Regions from separate parts of the Zea mays genome. Here region 1 is linked to region 2. Evidence: chromatin contacts called from public Hi-C data. All regions are on one chromosome and are shown on one strand. Each heading gives the region's core, a stretch centred on a gene start, on an enhancer-like site or on the middle of the called end of the contact. The rest is flanking DNA. Distances are from core to core; before and after follow the strand shown. Region 1 holds the start of LOC100276228 (Protein MULTIPLE CHLOROPLAST DIVISION SITE 1). Region 2 holds the start of LOC103646018.

Region 1 (6,193 bases), core at 1,605-4,104, 190 kb after region 2:
CCTCCTGCTTGGCCTTGGTTGCCCCGCCTCCTCCTCCGTCGGCGGGGGAGGCGACGGGACAAACCCGAATGTTGTTCTTCCGCCACGTGGGGAAGACGTCGTTGATTCCGCCGCCGGCGGGCGGGTTGTCGGCCGCCATTGTCGTTGTCGCGCGGCGGAGGAAGGAGTATCATGTCGTAGCTGCCGTCGAGGAACATGAACTCAAGACTCCCGAAACGGAGCACCGTCCCAGGCTGGAAAAGTTGCTGGAGACTACCCATCTGGAGCTTGACGGGAAGTTGTTCGTCAACACGCAGCAGGCCCCTACCTGGCGCGCCAACTGTCGGCGTTTCGACCCCGGGGGGGTCCCTGGACCGACGAGTAAATTGTCGTCGCGTGTCCCAGCCCAGATGGGTCGGCGCGAGACGGAGCACGAAGGGGGGCAAAAAAGGGGAGACAGGCAAAAGGGGAAACCCGCAGCCTTCGTGTTGCCCTGCGCCCAGGTCGGGTGCGCTTGCAGTAGGGGGTTACAAGTGTCCGCGTGGGAGAGAGCGAGAGACTTTACGCGTCGTCCCGTTCCCCCGCGCGGCCAACCTTCTCGTACGAGAGCCCTGGACCTTCCTTTTATAGGCGTAAGGAGAGGGCCCAGGTGTACAATAGGAGATGTAGCAGTGTGCTAACGTGTCTAGCAGAGAGGAGCTAGTGCCCTAGGTACATGCTGTCGTGGCAGCCGGAGAGGTTTTGGCACCCTGTTCATGTGATGTCGTGGTCGTCGGAGGGGCGCCGGAGCCTTACGGAAGGACAGCTGTCGGGGCTGTCGAGTCCTTGCAGACGTCTCCTTGCTTCCGTAAGGGGCTGAGTGCCGCCGTCGTCATAGAGCACGCGGGGCGCCATCATTATTTGTTTACCGGGGCGAGCCAGATGGGACGCCGGTCTTGTTCCCCATAGCCTGAGCTAGCTAGGGGTAGGGTAATGATGGCCCCCCTGTGACGTGGTCGGTTCGAGCCCTGGGTCGGGCGAGGCGGTGGCTCCTCCGAGGTCGAGGTCGAGTCTATCTTCCGAGGTCGAGGTCGAGTCCGAGCCCCGGGTCGGGCGAGGCGGAGACCATCGTCTGAGGCCAAGGCTGAGTCCGAGCCCTAGGGTCGGGCGAGGCGGAGTTCGTCGTCTTCCGGAGCCGAGGCCGAGTCCGAGCCCTGGGTCGGGCGAGGCGGAGTTCGTCGTCCGAGGCCGAGACGGGGGCCGAGCCCTGGGGTCGGGCGAGGCAGAGCTTCCTATGTTGCCCGAAGCCGGACTTGGCTGCTGTCAGCCTCACTCTGTCGAGTGGCACAGCAGTCGGAGCGACGCAGGCGGCGCTGTCCTCTTGTCAGGCCGGTCAGTGGAGCGGCGAAGTGACTGCGGTCACTTCGGCTCTGTCGACTGAAGGGCGCGCGTCAGGATAAGGTGTCAGGCCATCCTTGCATTAAATGCTTCTGCGATACGGTCGGTCGGTGTGGCGATCTGGCCAAGGTTGCTTCTTGGCGAAGACTGGGCCTCGGGCGAGCCGAAGGTGTGTCCGTTGCTTGAGGGGGCCCTCGGGCGAGACGTGAATCCTCCGGGGTCGGCTGCCCTTGCCCGAGGCTGGGCTCGGGTGAGGCGAGATCGTGTCCCTTGAGTGGACCGAGCCTTGACTTAATCGCACTCATCAGGCCTCGGGTGAGGCGAGATCGTGTCCCTTGAGTGGACCGAGCCTTGACTTAATCGCACTCATCAGACCTTTGCAGCTTTGTGCTGATGGAGTTACCAGCTGAGATTAGGAGTCTTGGGGGTACCCGTAATTATGATCCCCGACACCATCATATAGACAAGTGTAGGTATGAGTAAGTACTAGCCATACCCACGTACCCATGGGTAATTTATACCTGCCTTAGCCATATATAATCTACTCAATCAAGTACATGCAAATACATATTAGCTAAAAATATGATAACCTCTATGTTGCTATATTATTAATTATTTTTCTTTTTTTATTTACTCATTTGATGATGTATACTTTTAAATACACCATATATTTATTATATTTATGCTATTTAATATGTGTTTAGCGGATGTCTAATCGAATGTGGGTTACACCATGAGTTTTTTTACCCATACACGTGAGAGTACGGGTACAATTTTATAACTACGAGCGGGTATGAGTTTTTTGACGGGCATCATTTTATCTCACGGGTACGGATATAGGTAAACTACCAAGTGGGTACATACTTGTTGCCATCCCTAGACGTGGGTGCTCTCTTCCTCCACGCACGTGGGTGCTGTGTCGACAACGAGAGAGGCAGACAAGGGTTTGATGCACGGACACAAGAATGAGTGTTTGTTGCGTGGAAGGTGGTAGTGGATGCCGATGTGATGTCGGGGACGCGAAGCTCGTGGAAGACGACATGAGAGGCGAGAGCTCTTGCCTTGGGTGCACTACCGTTCGGGTAGAGGTGATAAGGGACTACGATTCAAATATTTCTTTACAATTTGTTTAGAGCCTATTACCAACCTTACATTTTGGGCCCGTGAGTTTCTTCTACGCGTGTAGCTAGGAGTGGAAATGAATCATGATCCAAGTATTTCTTCATAATTTGTTTAAACTCTTAATTAATTTTAGTTAAAATGAATATAAACAGAGTTTAATCCTAATTGGATCTGATTCAGTGATTCTTAAAATTTTCATTATAAAATTTAGAGCTTATTGCGAGGCCAACGTGTGTAGCGCGTCAAGACAGAAACTCGTGCTTAAATAAAGGAGCAAATAAGGCACGGAGGCCCATGGGCTTTCTGGAGCCCGCTCGGCACTCCGGCTCGATTTGTGACGTTCACCGGTCTGTCCGGATAGGCACCATGGCAGCCTCCGACACCGACCTCCGTCTCTCTCCATCCCCACCTCGGCCTTGAGCACACCGAGCCCAAACCCCAAAGCCTCCTGACCCTGGTTAGCTTCTGTTTTTTACTCCATGCAAGGACGACAATGGCGACCGCCTCCGTCGCCACCTCCCTCCCCTTCGGCCTCCTTCTCCCTCCGCGGCTATTCCGTGGGAGGCTGGTGAGGTGGCCGCGGCAGATTAGGGCTTCGGCGTCGAGCAACGCGAGTAACGTCGCAGGCGGGGAGAGGAAATTGGGGGCTCTCAAGGGCAGGGTAGGAGATCTGAGGGCGCTTGTCGCCTCTATGCCTGATGCCGTTGGCTCGGTAAGGACTCGATTATTTGGTTAGTGCCACCATTAGGTGTTATTATTGTGGTGGTGGGGGTCCTATAGTTCTATGAGCAACTAAGTGGCAGACTGATCTTAATTTGGACGGACAATTTGTTGAATTGATTAGTACACAGTGCCACAGTGATAGTACGAACCTAGTGCCTATATAGATAGGATGAAGACACAATGTACAATGCATTTGTGAATGTGATTTGGCATCCCCTGTTTCTATGTCCGTGATCCTCAGCGAACCTTCAATTTTTTTCAGCACATCAGGGGTTGAAAGGTGTAGCCCTTCTTCTTTCTGAACATCTGCCCTGCCATTTGTAAGTTTTATTAGGGTTGATGGCCCAATATGGTCTGGTATCTATCATCTATGGATATGGACACAGATAGCTACAATGTTCCTCATATTTAGATTCGAATATGGATAGTGTCAACTGCGTCGAATAGGATAAGAATGGATATCAACATTATAATGCGATTTGAGTATTTATATACGGATACAGTATTGGATATTGAATATACAGACTCGGATACGGACGGATCTGAACTTCTCTAATAGATTTGAACTCGGTTACGGTTGGAAAATATCCGTACAATTTGCATCCCTAATTTTAAACAATACATGCATTTTGTTTATTTGTTATTCTGTGCCTTCCTCTTCTTCTTCTAGCATAGACCAATTACCATTTCTGCTTTAACATGTTCATCCTTGAGTACCAGTACCATGTTGTGTACTTTATCTTACTTTCTATTTTCATACAGATCCAGAAAAACATTGGCCCAAATTTTGTTGCTGGTTTCTGTGTTGGCATTGCATTTTTGGCTGCTGTTGCAAGACAGATCACCTTAAGAAGTCGAGAGCATGATAATAAAGGTTCTGTTGCTGATCTAGTAAGGCGTGGACAGTTAAAATCAGGGCAACGAGGGACGTACGTCACTTATTCCTTGAAGCTCCCTTTTGTATTCTCATTGATTGATTGCTGGGCAGGCCTGGCGCAGTGGTGAGAGTTGTTTCACTGAGTCGTTAGGTCACGGGTTCAAAACAACCTCTCCACATGTGCAAGGGAAGGCTTGCATCAATTTGTCCTTTCCCCAGACCCTACTCATGTGGGAGCCTTCGGCAATGGATCTGCCCTTTTATTGATTCATTGCTGGGTCAATGATCACGTTTTAACTTAAGATTTGAAATCTGAAACTTGTCTATGTGTCTTGGTTGGTCATGTCCCATTGTATACTATTTTTTTTCTGTTAAATGATCTTATCATTGTGCTTATGCTTTTGAGAAGTTACTGTCCCTAGTCACTTGTTCCATGCCATTGCAAAGCATCACCATAGTCTTCACCTGTTTGTCTTTTTCCTGTTATAGGCATCAGAATTGAACTTTCAGAAATTAATTACAGGGTTCACTTCAGTGCAGATGTAAATGGTTAAATGAAGCTTTTTCTGTGGACTGCAAAACCTTTGAGTTGTGCAATAATAATGACTGAAACAATTCATTTACTGCAGTGCAAAGCCCCGCACATTCGATGATCCTTTCAATAATCCATTAGTCAAGATTGATGAGGGTACATCTACTGTGCAAATGTTTGGCAAGGAGTACCGTCTGGCTCCTGTTAGGCTTACAAAAGAGGAACAAGAAATGCATCAGAAGAGGAGATCACGTGCATATCAGTGGAAAAGGCCAACCGTGTTTCTCAGGGAAGGTGATTCCTTACCTCCAGATGTTGATCCAGATACAGTTAGATGGATTCCAGCAAACCATCCTTTTGCTGCTGCGTCAAGTGAAGTAGACGAGGAGACCGCCAAACAAAATGTCTATCAAAAGGATGGCGTCCCATCCCGTGTTAAGGCTGAGCATGAAGCTTTGCAGGCAAGGCTAGAGGCTTCAAACGATGTGAGTACCTTGCCGATGAACATGATCTCCTTGACATTTAAAATAACAACAATATATCTATTATTAGTTCCTCTCTTCTGCAAAATTGATTATATTGATTGATAAAACTCCAAGCTTAGTTTGACAAAAGAGCCAATCACATTGTGTATTTTTGTTAATCACCAGCCTTCCAGAATAACGATTCCTGAATCCCAACACTGCTTTGCAGGTTACCAGACTCCCTCCGGATCCAAGGAGTATGCAGCGTAATGAGAGACAAATGGAATTGTCAGGCAAGCCATCTGAAAATCTTCAGGGCTCCAAGTTTGAGAACCAAGATAGACAACTGGTTATCGAGTCTGGTAAACATAGCTCCGATGGAAGTTTACAATCAAATGAGCCGGAAGGGCAATAAAATTTGTGTACTCAAGCGCTTTGATGACATTTGCTTTGTTGCGTAGTGTTATCAGCTTTGTGGCTGTAGCTGTAGATAGAGAAGTGTTGGAACAGTGGGCTTACCGGTTTACATAGTGAGCAGTTAATATGGAAGTCGCTTGACGTGTTGTGAATGGATATTTATTTTTGACGAGTACGTGGGTACTGGGTACCTTCACCGAACGACTCCGGACTAGGGTAGGCCAGGCCAATTGGCCAAGGACAAACCTGGCTCGGGGTGTCTCACCCACTTGGCGCACTCAGGTAGCTGATGAAAGTTTGTACGGGATACATTATATTGTGTATTCAGAACCAATAATGCACAGGAGGAAGTCCACAATATTATCGACACTGCAAAGGGTGAGCATTAGATTTTTTTAGATAGGACTCCCTCACGGCATTCTTGCTCTTATTTTAAAGTTGAATTGGGATTTCATCTATAGAAAGACAACATATCAAATGCAACCAGATTTATTGGTACAACCATGCAACCAAGGTATAAGCATGTAGGTCGGAGGACTTTTTTAAAATATTCTTTTTCAAAACAACCCTCCCAACTCTCTCTTTTTTTAAAAGTTCTTCCACCTTGCTTATGTCTTGGCTGCACGGGTTAGAGCATCTCTAACCATGTGACCTATAAAAATGCCCTCTAATTTAAAAATAAGTATAATTTGTAGAATTTAG
Region 2 (6,433 bases), core at 3,029-5,528:
GATACAGCACACCGTCCATCTCTCCCCTCCCCCTCGCACCGCCGCGCGGACACGAACACGCGAGCCACCGAACGGGTCCGGGCCCGATCGCACCGACCAGCCGCGCCCGCGGGGCGGGGAGGTGGATCCAGTCCAGGGGTGGGCTCCTCTTCACCGCCGCCGATGGACTTGGGCCTCAGCGTCGCGGGTAGGACCGGCAGCGGAGGAGGAAGAGGGGGCTGGAGAGGGAGCGGGGGCGGCGCGTCCGCGGCGGCGTGGACCCGGCTCGTCAGCTCTGGCGTGGAGGACGAGCTGGTGGCCGCGTCGGGAGGAGGAGGAGGAGGAGGTGGTGGACGCGCTGGGGCGAGAGCCGGAGGCCTGCCGCTGGGCCACTTTTTGGAGGCCTGCTTCCTCTGCCGGAAGCCCCTCCCCAGCAACCGCGACATATTTATGTACAGGTTCGCCACTCTGCCGCCGCCATGGCTACGGCTACCGCTAGCGCTAGCGCTACCGCTACCTGGCCCTGTGCCGCTCGTCTTGCTTTACGCTCTCTGTTGGGAGGGATGGTTTTGGGAATTTCTGCGGCGGGTCCCGTGGTATGGACGTTTCCGACGTCTTTGGAAGGTGTATTTTCCCTTGGAAGAGCAGGGAATTTGACTGCCGAATCGTCTGCCGGAAAAAGTGGGAGGCGGACGTATTATTTCTCATAACTTTCCTTTTCTTCCGCGGTTTAGTTCGAACGTCCAGGCCAGATTAAAAAGAAAAGTATACTAGTGGCACGAAAAAATTGGTGAGAGCTGAGAGCTCCTTTTCCTCTTTCCGATGTGGTGTTGGTGGGATGGTTTTGTCGCCCTTGATGTGTTTGTTCAGGTTGCTTTTGCGCGTGAATCAATTAAATTCCTGGGACCCTAAATTGGTGCGCTTATTTATGGCCATGCCGTGAGCTCCTGCCAATTTACCACGGAATACCCTCTCTCGTTTGTTCTTTTATATATGGAAGTTGGTAATCGGAAAAAAGCTTCGCTGCTAAGCACGGGAGCTTTATTGGTTTGGTACCTGTGAGGCGGTAAGGCAGTAGTATAGTATTCCTGAATGACGCGTTGTGGCTATCGCCAGTTCCATGAATATGTGGGCATGTTGAAGCTACTCTGCCATGGGTCTCGTATACCCCTTTTTAATTTCATCTATAACACTGATTCAATGGTTTTGTTGCACGAGTACAAGTGGTGCACATTTTTCTCTTTTCAAAAAAAGGTGGTGCAGGCATCCAAAGATATCTATTCATGACATCCCAATTCCCAAGCCTGTTAATCTGGATTAATCTTATATGGGTGCCCCTGTGTCTCTTGTGCAGAGGTGACATCCCGTTCTGCACCGAGGATTGCAGGAGGGAGCAGATCGAAATGGACGAGGAGATGGAGCGGAAGGAGAGCAAACCCAAGAACGTGGCGCCGAGAGGAGCTCCATCCCCCAAGGACGTGGACTCCCCGCCGAGGCCTCCCAAGGCCCGGGCCGGGTCAATCCTTGCCGGCTAACACCGTGAAGAAGAAAAAAAAAAGCTCACAAACGAGCTCTCACGTATGCGCGCTCCCCCTCCCCAAAACCAAGAGATCAGACCCCCTCTTACCACCACGAACTACCACCGCTACAGTTACGTATATGGGTTTGTGCTTTTTGTTTAAACCCCTTGCGCCATTGGTGGCGCCGTGACCTGCTCAGTGTCAGTGCCTGCCTACCTGTATGGCTGTGATGATGTATAGAGATGGGGGAGGGGAGGGGAGGGGAGGAGAGCGCGCTGGTGTTTAGGACCGCATGCAGCTCTTATTGCGCTGCTGTGTCGTTCGTTGTATCATGTGTGGGTGTTTCTGCCTCCGTTTACAGGGGATTTTTGTGAAATTTCTGTGTGCTACGTAGTAGTAGTAGTAGTCGGTAATGATGGTTTTAGGCTTATGGTTTCCCGTAATGATGACGACGGAAAATGGAAAACATATGTCTACAGAAAGAAATAGACATCAAGTACATGACTAGCTCCTGTGCCATCGTGGATGATCCTGATTTCCTTTTTTTTAAAGTACCTTCTGATTGGCAACAAGTGTGTACTGTTCTTGGTCGATACATCCAATGTTTTGTTTTTTATTAGTGGCGCTGTGCAAGTGCTAAGCGTGCGTGGCATGTACCATCTATTGTTGTTTTGTTTGTTCAATACGACGAGAGACCACTTAGCTTAACACTTCGCACTTGTTCTTCGTTTGGCTGCTGCTTCACCCCAAGAACGCCAGCCCCGAAAATTGCTGTCAAAGCTGGTCGAGATGTAATAAGCGAGCAAAAACACATCAAGAACGCTTAACAGCGATGTACAGTGACGGTGCTCGGGTCTTCTACTACTAGTAGTGCGTAGGAATTGACTAGGAACATGGAGGCTTTTGCTTTCTTTTTTTTTAAACCCTTTGGCACACCGTACACAGAGGCGTCAGCGAGAAACGGCGCGGGAAGCAAAAGCTAGAGGAGGAAAGTCGATTCGTACAGACGGGTACAGTCCTCGCCGAATCCACAGCAGATGTACTCGCGCCGCAGGCTAAACGACAGGAACTTGCAACTTCGCCGAGCCATGGCGGCCCTATAGCGGTATATATAAAACCCCACGCAGGGGCAGGGACGCAGGCTTCCCTCCGGCCACGACGCGAGTCAGGCAGGCTAGAGCATTGTAGAAGAACAGCAGTACAGTGTACAACGCTGCAATTGAATGCCAATTTGACGCCAGAGTGGAGGAGCAGGTGAGGAGCCAGTACTGTTGAACACTGACGGGAGCTTCCAGGAGCGGTTATTGCCCCACGAAGCACGCCGGTTATATGCAAAAAAAAGGGCCCGCCCGTCAGCCTCCGCCGACGTCTCCGCAGTCCGCACCGCATCGCGGGCCCAGCTGCCAGTCCCTCGAGTCACTGCGCGGTGCCGCAGAGAAGACTCGCGCGCGCTGCAACCTGCACGGACCTGTCTCCTCTTGTCTTCGTCAAGGACCGCACCGGCAGCGCTTGGAAGGAAAGTTTGCGGTGCGAGAAAAGAAAAGGCGCGGGCGCACGCCGACGGGCGACGGCCATGTGCTCCTTCCCTCTTCGTCCTCGTCGGTCGTCACGGCTCTTTCGCGCCGTTGGTTTGACGTGAGTGAGCTCGATCGGGCGCCCGGGAGAGGCAAGTCGGAGGAAAGGCGCACGGCGCGTGCCCAGCTGGTGGGAGGAGTTCGCAGGGAAGGGAAGGGAAGGACTGTGGTCGTGCTGACTGCCTGCCAGCCCACTACTCGGCGTCCGCTGCCAAAAGCGACCAACGAACCAACCCCCAAAAGGCTGCCCTCGCCTTGCGTCATCTGCCCGGCTTTCTCTGTTTGGGGTGGTTGGGCAAATGGGCAGGCAGGCAGGGGCACGCGGCACGCAGGGGGGAGTTGCTTTCACAGTAGCGCGCAGCCTTCGCAGGGTGCCTGAACACAGTGTCACCTCAGACCTCACCTCACCTCACCCACGGGCTACAGAAAACTAGTCAAATTTTGGAAAAAAAGAAAAGTCATATACGCCGCCCAAGTCCTTTGGGCTGCAGCCTGATGCTCGGTCAGCCCAGCGTTGATGGACCAGGTCCAATGTAATACTGTAGGAACAAAGTTCCTTCATATGGGCTCAACAAAGCGATGCCGCCTAGCCCGAGTCTACTCTCGCCGATGGTTTGGGCTGTCCGATCCGCTTCTTCCGTCAAGGAACAATCCACATACGTGCCCCTTCACTGCTGAGGGGGAAGGATGGCTACCATGGAAACAAGAGGAGCTCGACGGGAATGGTACAGTGCAAGAAACTGTACATAGCCTCATGAAATTCCTGGTCATACATGCGTGACAGACACAATAGGGAGAGGCTTCGCAATTCAAGTATCTTCAAGAGGAAGCTTGATGACTCCGACCTTGTTTGTTTGGCTTTAATCTCTACCGACTTCTACTAGTATTTTTGTTTCTACAGATTACAGCTGCAGCAGTCTAAACAACAGCCTTTAATCTGAAGCGAACTAGAAGCAAAAGAAGTCAGATTGGAGCTGAGGCTCAAAAGGTTCCTTTTCTCCTGCACTTTCCTGGATATATGGGGATGCATTGGTGACACTGAAAATGGAGTTGTAGCAGTCTGCGGTAGTGCGGTTTCAAATGGTTCTGAGTCGTCAATTTTCTTTTCAACTAGATCTTTAGGTATAGCCAGCTCGTTACATTCTACTAGGTCTTCAGGCTTGTGAGGCTCGATTGTGTACTCGTATAGTCGTATGAATGAAATCATTTTTTTTTTGCCTACTAGTATCGTATGAATGAAAACATGTTCTAGTGCCTCCGTTTCAATGCTCATGTAATCCCAGGCTGCAGTTGGAGCTTGGGAGGAGAGTCCGTCGTCTCCCGTCCCACCGGCATGTTGCGGTCCCGGCGTGTCACATGTGGGGCTCTGATCACGCGAGGAAATTCATCGCTGATTCTCGGCGGTTCCGACATTTGAACGACGTCGACGGGCCATCACACGTGCCCGTTCTGACGAGGGGACCGGGAGGTCCGCTCCGCAAACCGCAACCGCCCCGCGCTAGAGCCGCTGAAACTGAACTCCTGACATGGCCAGGCCAGCACGCAAAGCCCTGATAGGCGCGCCCTCCGCCGCGCGCTCGCGCGGCCTACGGAGGCACGCGTTTCCAAGATCTGCTGTCGCTCTCTTCCTCGCCCTCCTCGTCGCGCTGTCCTTGGCGGTGCTATACCGTGCCGCCGTCTCGCGCTCGCTGGGGACGTCCTGGTCCTGGGGGTGGGACTCGCTGGCGCTGCCCTCGTTCGCCACATCCCAGGAGGAGGAGGGCGCGGAAGGCGACGATCTGGTGAGCCTGCTTGCTTCCACCTTCGATTAATGCTTTCGGTTTAGCCATTTCGCTACGTGTTCCTAAATTTTCACTGTGGCGTTGGTACGGGACTGGACTGTGCTGATGATTTTGCGGTTCACTGTTCCGTATGTTTGAGAGTTCTATAGCATTATACTAGCATTCTGAGTTATTGGGCAATCGAAGTTCATTGTTGAGCGGTCGCGTCATATGTTTGTTCACTTGATGTCTGGGAACCGGAAGGCTTACCTTGGGATGGAGCAACTGAAAGAAACCTGTACGTGGTGGTTTTAGATCAGCCAGTACAATAGAAGTAACATCTCTCCATCTAAAGTAACACCTTCTGATACAACACTCGTCTAGTCGTCTCATTCTACTGTATTTTCGGTCTCAGTTTCAGTGTATATCCATCTGGAACAAAATTACCGTCTCTTCTAGGAATACTGTTGAATTAGATACTTTAGTTGAATCTTGATAAATAAGTTTAAGTCTATTAATGTTTGCTGCTGGCCATTTTTGTCATTCGCTCTTTTTTCAAGTATGGATTGATAATATTTTTGCATCCTCGATAAGCCAAACAATTTAGCAACGCATGCTGCGAACCTTATATATGTAATAGTTATGCTCGTCTTCCAGGTAATCACAAACTGATGGTGGTTGTTCACATGGAAAATGCTGATTGTGATGGCAAATGAAATTGTGAACTAGGCTTACGAGAACTTACTAAGTAGCGATCATGCTGAAGTCTTGCTACTTGTATCAGTATTCATTGTAATATCTTGTTTGATTTTTGCTGCCTGTACTATGCATTTCCCCGTCCTGTTGGCTCTCAGAAGATCCGTTCTGTTTTGGTTTTGTGAATTTTGTGTTTGCATAGGCAGTGGATAAGTCACTTTGTTCATTTATTTATTGGTTTGCAATTAATATATAATGACCTTTACAGGACAGTGAAGATCTCAAACTTGAGCGAGTCCTAAAGAAGGCTTCAATGCGAGACAATACAGTTATCTTGACTACACTTAATGCTGCATGGGCTTCTCCTGGGTCATTGATAGACCTTTTCATCGATAGCTTCCGTTCTGGTGTTAGAACAAATTTGCTGTTGAAACACCTTGTAATTGTAGCATTTGATTGGAAAGCATATGAGGAATGTGTTAAAATCCATCCCTATTGCTTTGCTCTGGGAACCGATGGTGTGGATTTCTCTGAAGAGAAGAGGTTCCTGACTTCTGGATATCTCGAGATGATGTGGAGAAGGCTAGATTTCCTGCGGCTGGTTCTTGAGAAAGGTTACAACTTCATATTCTCGGTAAATTCTGCAAGACATTAACTTACCTTGATTACTAGTGGTTCCTATTTTGCAACAGATAAAGATTCAGGTGTCAGTTATTTTTGAAATATGACCCCATGACTGATTGAATATGTGAAATGAAAATAATTTGGTAGCCTTATTTATCTTTCTTCCGTTTTCATTGAAATCCAGGATGCAGACATTATGTGGTTTCGCAATCCATTCCCACATTTCTATCCCGATGTAGACTTTCAGATTGCATGTGATCACTATGTCAGGAATGCAACC

What was found. Hi-C and Micro-C count contacts between places; a contact is called where the count stands out from the background.
Region 1: a Hi-C map of endosperm shows a contact between it and region 2, with 2.6 times the contacts expected there. The contact joins the promoter of LOC100276228 here to the promoter of LOC103646018 in region 2. A contact is called at or near these places in 6 of 25 Hi-C or Micro-C datasets (bundle sheath, endosperm, leaf and 1 more).

The regions. Positions count from the first base shown.
Region 1 is chr2:15,227,713-15,233,905 of Zm-B73-REFERENCE-NAM-5.0, forward strand. LOC100276228 (Protein MULTIPLE CHLOROPLAST DIVISION SITE 1) reads left to right here and starts at 2,855. Exons shown (of 4, transcript NM_001150066.2): 1 at 2,855-3,190; 2 at 3,964-4,130; 3 at 4,708-5,095; 4 at 5,304-5,623. The coding sequence starts at 2,972. The coding sequence ends at 5,489.
Region 2 is chr2:15,037,492-15,043,924 of Zm-B73-REFERENCE-NAM-5.0, forward strand. It overlaps LOC103646018, which reads left to right and starts at 4,279. Exons shown (of 4, transcript XM_008670756.3): 1 at 4,279-4,854; 2 at 5,798-6,163; 3 at 6,338-6,433. The coding sequence starts at 4,600. LOC100276205 reads left to right here and starts at 20. Exons shown (of 2, transcript NM_001371537.1): 1 at 20-437; 2 at 1,334-2,005. The coding sequence starts at 163. The coding sequence ends at 1,514.